2 separate regions of the Sus scrofa genome follow, and region 1 is linked to region 2. A link is a contact called in public Hi-C data. All regions are on one chromosome and are shown on one strand. Each heading gives the region's core, a stretch centred on a gene start, on an enhancer-like site or on the middle of the called end of the contact. The rest is flanking DNA. Distances are from core to core; before and after follow the strand shown.

The links. A called contact is a pair of places that touch in the nucleus more often than the background predicts.
Region 1: a Hi-C map of embryonic fibroblasts shows a contact between it and region 2, with 1.5 times the contacts expected there. The contact joins the promoter of FAM131A here to the promoter of PSMD2 in region 2. A contact is called at or near these places in 3 of 47 Hi-C or Micro-C datasets (embryonic fibroblasts, epiblast stem cells and undifferentiated spermatogonia) and 2 of 2 datasets of contacts at active chromatin or transcription factors (alveolar macrophages and skeletal muscle).

The regions. Positions count from the first base shown.
Region 1 is chr13:122,223,580-122,229,560 of Sscrofa11.1, forward strand. It overlaps FAM131A (family with sequence similarity 131 member A), which reads left to right and starts at 4,296. Exons shown (of 6, transcript NM_001243359.1): 1 at 4,296-4,422; 2 at 5,071-5,213. The coding sequence starts at 4,335. It overlaps EIF4G1 (eukaryotic translation initiation factor 4 gamma 1), which reads left to right. Exons shown (of 31, transcript NM_001246253.1): 31 at 1,155-1,792. The coding sequence ends at 1,339.
Region 2 is chr13:122,185,463-122,191,568 of Sscrofa11.1, forward strand. It overlaps PSMD2 (proteasome 26S subunit, non-ATPase 2), which reads left to right and starts at 2,038. Exons shown (of 21, transcript NM_001243477.1): 1 at 2,038-2,236; 2 at 2,685-2,741; 3 at 3,114-3,278; 4 at 5,078-5,199; 5 at 5,365-5,589. The coding sequence starts at 2,102.

The DNA.
Region 1 (5,981 bases), core at 3,046-5,545, 40 kb after region 2:
CTAGGAACCATGAGGTTGCGGGTTTGATCCCTGGCCTCGCTCAGTGGGTTAAGGATCTGGCATTGCCGTGAGCTGTGGTGTAAGGCACAGACACAGCTCGGATCTGGTGTTGCTGCGGCGGCTACATCTCTGATTAAGACCCCTAGCATGGGAACTTCCATGTGCCATGGGTACGGCCCTAAAAAGACATGTATATATAACATGTTTGCTTTGGAAGGACTGGCAGTGTGATGTATTGGTAGTGGAATAGATTTTTTTTTTTTTGGCTTTTTCTAGGATGCACCTGCGGCATATGGAGGTTCCCAGGCTAGGGTTCTATATTGGAGCTGTAGCCACCAGCCTACACCATAGCCATAACAACGTGGGATCCAAGCTGTGTCTGTCAACTACACCACAGCTCAGGGCAACGCCGGATCCTTAACCCACTGAGCAAGGCCAGGGATTGAACCTGCAACCTCATGGTCCCTAGTCGGATTCGTCAACCACTGGGCCACGATGGGAACTCCTGGAATAGATTATATTCAGGGGTTATTCGGGTGCTTCGGAATTTGGAGTAGCTCTGGGTGAAGGAGAAAGAGGGTCAGAGCAAGGGGTGCCTGAGTTGAGCCTAAAGGAATTCACTAGGAAGGTGATAAAAGGTGAAAGAGAAAGGATATTCCTGGCAGTGGATACAGCACACACAAAGTGTTAAAGCACAGAGGTGGTGTGTATGTTTAGGAGATGTGTGGAAAGTAAAGAGAAGATTGAGAGTTTGTTGGGATCTGTAATGAGGGCCAGTGAATGTTCCAGGTTGTACCCTTGACTTTTGTTAAGAGATACATCTGAGGCTTTTGTGATTTCCTAAATTCAGGAGTACCAACTCTGCAGTTTTGCCCATTAAGTATATCATGAATGGAGAAGTTTGAAGCTGCTGAGGTGAGGCTGGGCAGGTTTCTAAGTTTTGTCCAAGTGACTCATTCTTGTGCACCGTCTCTTAGATCATGAGATTAGCGTCCTGTCAGAGACCTAGCCACTCTGGAATGGCCAGACACAAATGTCAGCATAGTGGGTCAGGGTCTTATCTCAACAGTGGAGCTTAGAGGAGGGATCCCTGGGGGGTGGGATGGGCTGGTTGTGGGCAGTATGCCTCTAACTACTGTCCTGCCTGCTTACAGACTTGCTTCGGACGTTCTTTGATGCGCTGTATGATGAGGACGTGGTGAAGGAGGACGCCTTCTATAGCTGGGAGAGTAGCAAGGACCCCGCTGAGCAGCAGGGCAAGGGTGTGGCCCTTAAATCTGTCACAGCTTTCTTCAAGTGGCTTCGTGAGGCGGAGGAGGAGGAGTCTGACCACAACTGAGAGCGGGTGGGGTCGGGGCCTCAGAGCCCCATGGACACTCGGATGGCCAAGCCAGCCGCCCGGACTGCAAGGGGGGGCGGCGGCAGCAGTGGCGGCGGCAGTGGGTGCCTGTAGTGCGATGTGTCTTGAGCTAATAAAGTGGCTGAAGAGGCAGGATGGCTTGGGGCTGCCTGGGGCCCCCCTCCAGGATGCTGCCAGGTGTCCCTCTCCTCCCCCTGGGGCACAGAGATATATTATATATAAAGTCTTGAAATTTGGTGTGTCTTGGGGGGGGCACCACCGCCTGCCCCTGGGGTCCTTTTTTATTTTCTGAAAATCACTCTTGGGACTGCCGTCCTCGCTGCTGGGGGCATAATGCCCCAGCCCCTGCACCACCCCTGCTGCTGCCTGGGCAGGGGGAAGGGGGGGCACGGTGCCTGTAATTATTAAACATGAATTCAATTAACTCACTGCCTCTCTGCTTTATGGCCTGCTCCCTCTGGAGAAGGGGTCTGGATAGGTGGGCAGCCTCCTTTCCAGAGCTGGCACCGTAGCACTGTTCCCTGAAACTTGGCACCCCCTCTTGCCTCTTCCCCTGTCCATGATTGCAAGGGCTAGGAAATCAAAGTGGACGTGGTGGGGGTTCCTTGCTGAGGGGAGAAGGGGAACACAGGTGTGAAGTACTAGACAGAACACACTTCCTGGTCTTGGTCTCCTATCAAAATGTGATGCAGACCCCAGTGTGTGGAGGAAGCCTTGGTTTTGGAGGTGTTTATAGCCGAAGCCCTCTGGCTTTGAGGTCTCATCTATAAAATGAGGGGCCTGGATGCACCGACGGCTTCTGACCCCATGCAGTTTGACTGGCAGCCTGGATTCTGTGAGTCTATCCAAACCTGCCGGTCTCCACCTTCCCCTGCCTTTGGGTCTGGAAGCAGCAGACGAGCGTTTTTTTTTTTTGCTGAGGGACTCTGCCCCAGGCAGCCTCTGCGTGGCTGTGACGTAGGCTCCGCCCCGCCTTCTTTGGGTAGTGACGTGAAGGCCACGCCCCCACACTTACGTCACTGGCCCGGTTCCCTCTCCCGGGAGCGTTGGCGGACGAGCGGCTCCCACCCCCTCCCCTCTCACCGACTCTTCCCCTCCCCGGTGCGGCGACCGCGGCCCGACCCTCTGCAAGGCGATGGCCCGGGCCCCGAGTGCGGGCTAGCGTGCCTAGGTACCCCGGCCATGGGCTGTATTGGCTCTCGGAGCCCGGCGGGTCAGGGTAAGAGGCAGAGGCCGGTGTTGGGGAGCCTGGCTGCGGCTGGGGGCGGAGGGTGCGGGCCGTTGGGGAGGGGGGGCCTGAGGAGGGGGCCGGTGTTGGGAGAGGGAGGAGCCTGCACTGGGGAGGCGGGCCGGCAAGAGGAGGGAGCGGCCCGAGCGGGGAGGGGGCTAAACTGAGTCGGGCTCGCTCCAAAGGCCTTCTTGCCTCTGGGCTTTGCAGGGTGGACTTGTGGTCTTTCTGTCTGCATTCCCACTGCTGAGGGTGGCAGGAGGCGCACAGCTTAAGGGAGGGGCTGGTTAACCTTCTTCAGCCCGTGGCTACTGCCCTTGCACGCCCACTCACAGTCACCCCCCTCTGCCTACACCTCTTCTCTCAGTCCTGGGAGTGGCCCTATGCTGGGAACCTGCCTTAGCAGTGTCCCAGCCCCCTTCAGGAGGTAGCTTGCAAATGCTGGCCAAGCATCCTTCCACGGAGTTTTTGGCTTCATTACCTCCTTCAGAGTCTGCCGGTTGATGAAGGCGACCGCAGCCCCACTGGGGGCACCTGTGAGCACCTGATCACCTCTCACTTCTTAAAACTGTTTTAGTTCTTTACCCTACTCTCACCAAAAAACATCACCATACCCTATGGAGGGAAATAGGAGCCCAGAGAGAGGCCATCAGGGCATCCTTCCCACAACTGCTAATCCCTGCTTGGACCTTGGTTCCCATGAATGGTGGTGCACACAGGGGCCTGCCTGGCCTTAATTCTGTGTGTCTGAGGTGGGCCAGCCTGCTTTACTCTAGTGTCGTGGATTTCCCCAAGTTCAAGGCCAGGCAGGAACTTGTGATGATTAGGGCTGGGTTTGGAATGGGTCCTGGGCTTTCAGGGCAGGTGGTCAGTCACACAGGCCTTGGTATGGTTGTTACTTGAGGTTCTTTGGCCCTGAGACATTAGCTGAGATTTGTTCTTTTTTTTTTTTAAAAAAAAAAAGGTTTTTATGGTCGGACCAGCTGCACATGGAAGTTCCTGGGCCAGAGGTTGAATCCAAGCTGCATCTGCAACCTACCCTGCAGGTGCAGCAAAGCTGCATACTTTAACCCACTGGGCTGGGGATCGAACCCATGTGTCCACAGCAACCCAAGCCGCTGCAGTCAGATTCTTAACCCACTGTGCGGGTGGGAACTCCTGAGATTTACGCTGTACTTGAGTTCCCATGAGGAATTCTGGGATTTGTAGTCCTAAATTAATCTCCTGACTTTTGAAGCTGAGAAGCAGCAGGCTGCTCTGATCCTTCTGGTCCTGCTAAGGCTTGGAGTTCAGGAAGTCATTCTCTCCTGTAGTCAGGAGAGCTTCGCTGGCCTCATGACTGGCCTTGAGAGCCCTGATTAGGTACCAGCTAGGGGCCAGGGATGGCCTGTAACTTTGTGTCTTCCTTCTGGTTGGTAGCATTTCTGGGGACCACCAGCTGGCTGAAGCTCAGGGACAGAGACGGCTGCTCCAGCTAAAGGTCAGTTGTGATGTACATTGCCTGTTGGCATTGTCTAAGGGATGGGTCTCCTCTCTCAGCTCCCTGAGCTCCAGAGAGCTCGGCTGGGCCCCAGCACTCCCACCTCCTCAAAGCCATGAGGCAGAAGTGTTCTCCTTATGTGACTAGGCACAGGTTCCAAGTGGGGAGGGGACTGGCTCAGCATCCGGAGCCAAAATAGGAATAGAACTGGGAGCTGAGCCTGGAGCTGTTCTGGGCTTTTGGTTCTCTGCATCAACACAGCCAGCATGCCTATGATTTCTGTGCTGGGCAAAATGTTTCTGTGGCAGCGTGAAGGGCCTGGAGGACGATGGACTTGTCAGACAAGTCGCAGAGGTGAGACTGGAGACATAGATATGATTTGGGAGGTGATGGGAAGCTGAGGAGTAGGGTGCTCAGGTGGCAAGAGGAAAATTACTCTGGTTGAGATATTGGGAACCAGGCTAAACAGGAACAATGAGGCTGGGGCTGGACAAGGCATCTGGAAAAAGCCTTAGGGGACTGGGGCAAAGGTCAAAAAAAAAAAATCACTGGTTTATCAGAAAAGAAGAGTAAAGAGCTCATGCAAACTGAGGCTGGTGAGAGGAAAAGAACCAAAGCAAGGCTGCAAAGCTCCCAAGGTGACTGTGGGGAGGAGGCGACGGTGGTAGTGGAAGAATGTGGTATGCTTTCCAGGAGGGGCTGAGAAACCCAAGAAAATTCAGAATTTGTCAAAGTTTAGGTTTCATACCTAGGGTTTTGGTGGCAGAACATATCTTGAGGAGGACAGTGGGGAGTGGCTGCCATAAAATGGCCCCAGAGGCTTGAAGGTCAGGGCAAGGCTGTGGGATAGGGGCTTTCAGACTTGTGGTGAGCACCAGGTGGGTCCTTATATCTGGGAGGTGGGGGAAGCGGTGAGGAGAAATGATATGGCAACATCTGATGAAAATGGGGACCTTGGCAGAAGTGGGAGCCCAGCTGAAAAGTCTTTTCCCCAACCCTCAGTGGCCTCGGACCCGGCTTGGGCTGTGGAGTGGATCGAACTTCCTCGGGGCCTCTCTCTATCTTCCTTGGGATCTGCTCGGACCCTCCGAGGCTGGAGCCGGTCCTCTCGCCCTTCTTCCGTGGACAGCCAGGACTTGCCGGAGGTGCTGGGCCCCTGTGTTGGGAGGGGGACGGGGACCCGCATCCACGTGAAGGGGATTTGTGTGCCCCACCTCCGCTTCCCCAGCCTGCTTCTGGCTCCCTTTTCCTGCTAGCGGAGGCGCTATCCGGCTTTGGCGGGGGGTGGGGGGGGCAATGCCGCCCCCGCACCGGTCTGCTCCGCTCGGCTTCGTGCCAGTCGGCGGGCTTGCTTGCGCCTTGGGCCCTGACGTCAGCGCATCCCAGGCCGTATCCCAGGAGACCCTGTTGCATGGTGATGGGTTGCCAGGGAGACATACACCTTTTCTCTGGGCCTGGGACGCAGCTGCGCAGAGCGCAGGCAAGGATGGCAGTGGCTGGGGGAAGTGATGGGAGGGAGGGAGAGCAAGCTAGGAAACACCCAGCAGGTGCTCCTCCTCCCAGGCCTGGCCAGAAGCTGCCTGCGCCACCCTGGGGGCCCTGTCAGCCAGGTACTGAAGGGGAGGGACAGTGGGTGGGCCTGAGGTCGAGGGGCAGGTGGAGTCCCTTTTCTGAGGGTGGGAAGGTGATATGGGAGAGCCTAGGCAGTGCTGGGGAAGGGGCGTGTCCTGATTTCGTTCATTCATTGAGGAAAATGTTTGCCTGGACTGCCAAGGAGCACTGAGGCAGCTGCTGGGTGGAGGTAGGAACCAAGGTGAACCAAGCCTTGCCATCCCAAGATCCCGCAGGAGAGATTCAAGGGCACTGCTGGGGTGGGGTTGCAGGTATCCAAGACAGAGAAACTGTGGACTGAA
Region 2 (6,106 bases), core at 788-3,287:
ACTGAATGGAAAAGAGGAACAAGTTATAAAGTGGGCATCAATTCTCTTACTGTGTATCGGGTTAAGGATCTAGCTGTTGTCACTGGTTAGTGGCTCCCGCTGCTGCTGTGGTGAGGGTTTGATCCCTGGCCTGGGAATTTCCACATGCTGCAGCTGCACCTGGAAAAAAAGGAGGGCATCAGATCTTTACATCTATATCTGTACAGATATTTAGCCAGTGTTCATTCAGTGCTAACTGCGCTGGGCCAGGTAGTTTGTTTGTTTTAAACAAACACTTTCGGCATTCTTCAATGCCTCAGGACCCATAAAATAAGACTCCAGGCCAAATGGTGAATGATCCCACCAGATTAAGGAGAGAAGAGTTACTTCTCTTTTCTCACCTTCCAGATACATACACATAGCTCTAACTGAAGAACTTTGAGGTTTGCTAAAATAGCCAAGAGCTTGGGAGTCTGAAAGATCAATATTCATATTCTGATTCTACCACATATTTTAAATGTCCTCTATAAAATGGATACAATCCTACCAGACTCAAAAGGTTTTGCAGAAAAAAACATATGTCATTTAAAATCAGTCGTTCTGGCGTTCCCGTGATGGGGCAGCGGAAATGAATCCGTCTAGGAACCATGAGGTTGTGGGTTCAATCCCTGGCCTCGCTCAGTGGGTTAAGGATCTGGCACTGCTGTGAGCTGTGGTGTATGTTGCAGATGCAGCTCAGATCTGATGTTGTTGTGGCTGTGGTGTAGGCCGGCAGCTGTAGCTCCGATTCAGCCCCTAGGCTGGGAACCTCCATATGCTGTGGGTTCAGCCCTAAAAAGCAGAAAAAAATAAATAAAAATCAGGAGTTCCCATTGTGGCTCAGTGGGTTAAGAACCAGACTAGTATCCATGAAGATGAGGGTTTGATCCCTGGCCTTGCTCAGTGGGTTAAGGATCTGGCACTGAAAGCTGCTGCAGAGATTGCAGATGTGGCTTAGCTCCGACCTGGTGTTGCCGTGGCTGTTGCTTAGGCCTGAGGCTGCAACTCTTATTTGACCCCTAGCCTGGGAACTTCCATATCCCACAGGTGTGACCGTAAAAAGAAAAAAAAAAAAAAAAAAAAAAAAAGACAGACTGAGGACAAGTCAAAAAGACAGCTCTTATCTTCTTTTGTTTTCAGTTCCAGGATTTCGCATTAGTGCCTAGGACTTCATGTATTCATTTCTTTTTTTTTTTTTTTTTTTTTTTTTTTTTTTTTTGTCTTTTTGTTGTTGTTGTTGTTGCTATTTCTTGGGCCGCTCCTGCGGCATATGGAGGTTCCCAGGCCAGGGGTTGAATCGGAGCTGTAGCTGCTGGCCTACGCCAGAGCCACAGCAACGCGGGATCCGAGCCGTGTCTGCAACCTACACCACAGCTCACGGCAACGCCGGATCATTAACCCACTGAGCAAGGGCAGGGACCGAACCCGCAACCTCATGGTTCCTAGTCGGATTCGTTAACCACTGCGCCACGACGGGAACTCCCCATGTATTCATTTCTACTCCATCTGGCAACCCTGTGATTTTAAGATGGTATCCACATGTAATATCAGAGCACCTTCCTCAAGGCGCGGGGGAGGGGGGTGAAATGGGGAGGTGGGGGATGTTATGAGGTTAATATTCCATAGTGTTGTGGGTTATAAACACATATTACACAGACTTCACACAGAGGGCATTCAAGCGTCCTGGAGTTCAAGAATCTTGTCTGTTGATCCCACCACGTTGCAAACTGGAGTATCACTGTAGGTTCTATTCACACCGCTATAAGGGACCCTAGGGGCAGTCTCGGCTCGCAGCCGGCTCAACTCCTACAGCAGCAGGCGCCCCAAATCCCGACAGCTCAGGAAACTCCAGGTTCGAGCCGGCGCCCGGAAAACTGGGAATTGTAGTTTCCTTGCGGCTTCGGAGGGCGGGGTCGGAGGGCAAGGGCTCCCAGGCCGCCGGGGTAGGTGGGGCGCCGCGGCGTTTCCGGTCGCAGGCGGGCTCTGGAGAAGGAGGGGCGCCGTGGGCGAAGAGCGCGAGGCCCTCTGGGAAACCGGGCGGTGCGCACGGTGTGCGCGCAGCGGGCCGGCAGTGGCAGCAGAGATGGAGGAGGGCGGCCGGGATAAGGCGTCGCTGCAGACTCAGCAGCCCCCAGCGACGTCCCCCGGCGGCGGGGACGAGAAGTCGAGCAGCAAGGAGCGGCGAGATGCCGGGGACAAGGACAAAGAGCAGGAGCTGGTGAGGCGCAGCCCCGGGAGCCGGCGGAGGAGGCCGCGGCGGGCTGAGTCACGGCGGCTCCGCAGGCCTCGGGCTCGACTCCCAACGGCCGCACAGTGCGGGGGAGAGGGCGGATAGGGCGATCCTCGGGGCTCCCGGCGCCCTGCCTTTCTACCCCCCATCCTCCATTCCGCGCTGTTACCTCCTCCGCCCCTACCAGGCCTCATCACCATCTCTTGTGGGCCCGGGCGTGTCATTGTCACCCCCGCTTTTCAAAACGGCGTTCGAGCAGAGCCTGGCCCAGAAGCCAGGCGGCCTTCCCACCAGGGCTTTCCATTCCTCTCTCTTCCCTTGTCGACCTGATGCCTCCTAAGGAGGCGGACTCACTCTCCACCTGCCCCAGGGTGAATGGGAGGAGGATGGGTTTGGGATTCCTTCTCTTGATGCGCATCTTCCCCCAATCTTCCAGTCTGAGGAGGACAAACAACTTCAGGATGAACTGGAGATGCTCGTGGAACGACTTGGGGTGAGTCAGAATGTCAGCAAGAGCTGGTGTATATATGAATCTTACTCACTTGTTTGCTTTATTCCACTTTGGGGCAACAACTCATAGGTGAGGTATAGGGAACGATGGACCATATTTTAGGTCCATCAGTGTTAGAACCATGTTGTGAGGAAAGGGAGGAAAAAAGATAATTGAAAGATTTTATAGCCTTGTCTTGTGGGAGAAGCCATTCTTGAACTCTTACCTGGAGACATTTGTTTTTGTGCCAGGCGTGTGCAAGGAGGCGGGCAATTGCAGACACAGTTCCTTTCCTAGGGAAGTTGTTAAACACTTCTATATTATGACTTAAGGGATGAGACTCCTTTTGTCTGAGCCCTAACATCTCCTGATCAGGAGAAGGACACGTCCCTGTACCGACCAGCCCTGGAAGAACTGCGGAGACAGATTCGTTCTTCTACAACTTCCATGACATCAGTACCCAAGCCTCTTAAATTTCTGCGTCCACACTATGGCAAACTGAAGGAGATCTATGAGAACATGGCCCCTGGGGAGAATAAGGTAAAACTATTTTGGAAGCTGATGGAAGCCTAGTTTAGGAATTCTTTTCCATCTAGACATGGGGCTAATGGTGAGTCTCAGGAAACCTGATGATGTGAGATCTGAGCTAGTTGAAGGGAGCTCATAATCAAAATGCTCACGTAAGAGCTTGTAGGAGTATTGTCTTCAGAAAAGACATTGTTTCTATCATTTATGATGAACTTATTTTATTGTTAACTTTGTTCTATATATTCCCTGCACTTTCATTTGTTTTAACTCTAAAATACAGCTCCAGCTCATAACTTCTGCCTGTTGGTTCAACTATTACCCAAGAAATTTTCAGATCTCACCTAAACCACTGTAGCAGCCTCCTAATTGGCCCTTTTCCTTTTGTCTGTGACCTCTTACACAGTTTGTCTTTCATACAGCAGCCATAGTGATCTTTCTAGAGTGACTTTTTTCTGCTTAAAAGCTTTTAAAAAATTGTTATTGTGATTGGAATAAAATTCAAAATCTCGGAGTTACCTTGTGGTGCAGTGGGTTAAAGATCTGGCATTGTCCATAAAAAAGAATGAAATAACGCCTTTTGCAGCAACATGGGTGGAACTTGAGTGAAGCAAGTCAGAAAGAGAAAGACAAATACCATATGATATCACTTATATCTGGAATCTAATATAAGGCACAAGTGAACTTTTCCACAGAAAAGAAAATCATGGACTTGCAGAATAGACTTGTGGTTGCCAGGGGGGAGGGGGAGAGAGTGAGGTGGTTGGGGAGCTTGGGGTTAATAGATACAAACTATTGCCTTTGGAATGGATTGGTGATGAGATCCTGCTGTGTAGCACTGGGAACTGTGTCTAGTTACTTATGATAGAACATGATAATGTGTGAAAATAGAATGTGTACATGTATATGTAACTGGGTCACCATGCTGTACAGTAGAAAAAAAAATTGTATTGGGGAAATAACTGTGGCTCAGTGGTTAACGAATCTGACTAGGAACGATGAGGTTGCGGGTTCGATCCCTGGCCTCCCTCAGTGGGTTGAGAATCTGGCATTGCTGTGGCTGTGGTGTAGGCTGGCAGCTACAGCTCTGATTAGACCCTTAGCCTGGGAACCTCCTTATGCCGTGGGAGAGGCCCTAGAAAAGGCAAAAAGACAAAAAAAAAAAAAAAAAAGTATCTAACACACAAGCTTATACAGAACCTTATTGAAAACATTTGTTTCATACAAATTATAGATTATATAAAATTAATATAAATTTATTATTGCATAATTTCTTGTTAGCTTATATTATGCTAATATCTAAAAATATGTACAGAATAAGACAAGGTTAAAATGGCAAAAAAAAAAAAGATCTAGCATTGTCATTGCAGCAGTTTAGGTTGTTGCTACTGTGGCACAGGTTCTGTCCCTGGCCCGGAAACTTCCACATGCCATGGGCACGGCCCCCCACCCCAGAAGATTCAGAGTTCCTGCTGTGGTGCAGTAGGTTAAGGATCAGCATTGCCAAACTGTGGCTCTGGATTTGATCCCTGGCCTTATGCCATGGGTACAGCCAGAAAAAGAAATCAAAGTTTCCATCTTTCTCCACTTTCCCCTTGGTATTACCCTTCAGTCATGTTGGTTCAAAGGGAGGTTGCAGTGGTAACCTTAGGGTTATTATGAGGCTTGGCTGAGATAACATGTTTAAATTTTTAGTACAGAGGCTGGTAATATAATTAACACTTAATTTGGAGGATAGGGACAGTGATCTTGATTCCATAATGTAACATTCCCCTTACCCTGCATTTGACTTAAAAGGACTGCTTTCTTTATAGCGTTTTGCTGCTGACATCATCTCTGTTTTGGCCATGACCATGAGCGGGGAGCGAGAGTGCCTCAAATATCGTCTAGTGGGCTCCCAGGAGGAGTTGGCATCATGGGGTCATGAATATGTCAGGTAAGACCTTTTTTTCTTGGGAATCTGAAGGGGTTCTGAGGTATAGTTCTGAGTTCTGTCATGGAGTACTAGTATATTTAGTTTCCCATACAGTGAATTCCTTGACCCATAGAAAAATGCTTCCCTTAATGCTGTGCTCCCCTAATAGTCTGGGCTTATCCATAGACATCTGGCAGGAGAGGTGGCTAAGGAGTGGCAGGAGCTGGATGATGCGGAGAAGACTCAGCGGGAGCCACTGCTGACCTTGGTAAAGGAGATTGTCCCATACAACATGGCCCACAATGCAGAACATGAGGCCTGTGACCTGCTCATGGAAATTGAGCAGGTGGATATGCTGGAGAAAGACATTGATGAGAATGCATATGCAAAAGTCTGCCTCTATCTTACTAGGTGAGTGAACAAGGTTGGGAATGGTGACAGGCTTACCCTTCCCAGCACTTCTTTCTCAATTGTGTCTTCTTTATTCTCTGAGAGAATCTGCTTCAAAGGTAGCAGTCAATTAGGCTGTAGTTAATTCATTGACACCTGTGTGTTTCTTTTGTATGGGTGTGTGGTTTTTTTTCCTTTTGGTACTTTTAGGACTGTACCCACGGCATATGTAAGTTCCCAGGCTAGGGGTCAAATCAGAGCTGTAGCTGCTGGACTATGCCATAGCCACAGCAGTGCCAGATCTGAGCCATGCCTGCAGCCTACACTGCAGCTCACAGCAACACCAGATCCTTAATTAACCCACTGAGCGAGGCCAGGGATTGAACCTGCATCCTCGTGGGTACTAGTTGGGTTTGTTACTGCTGAGCCACAATGGGAACTCCCAGCATCTGTGAGTTTCTTGAGAGCAGAGACATCATGTTTCCCTACTGGTCCCAATAACTAGCATAAAGCCTGGTATATAGTAGGCATTCAGTGT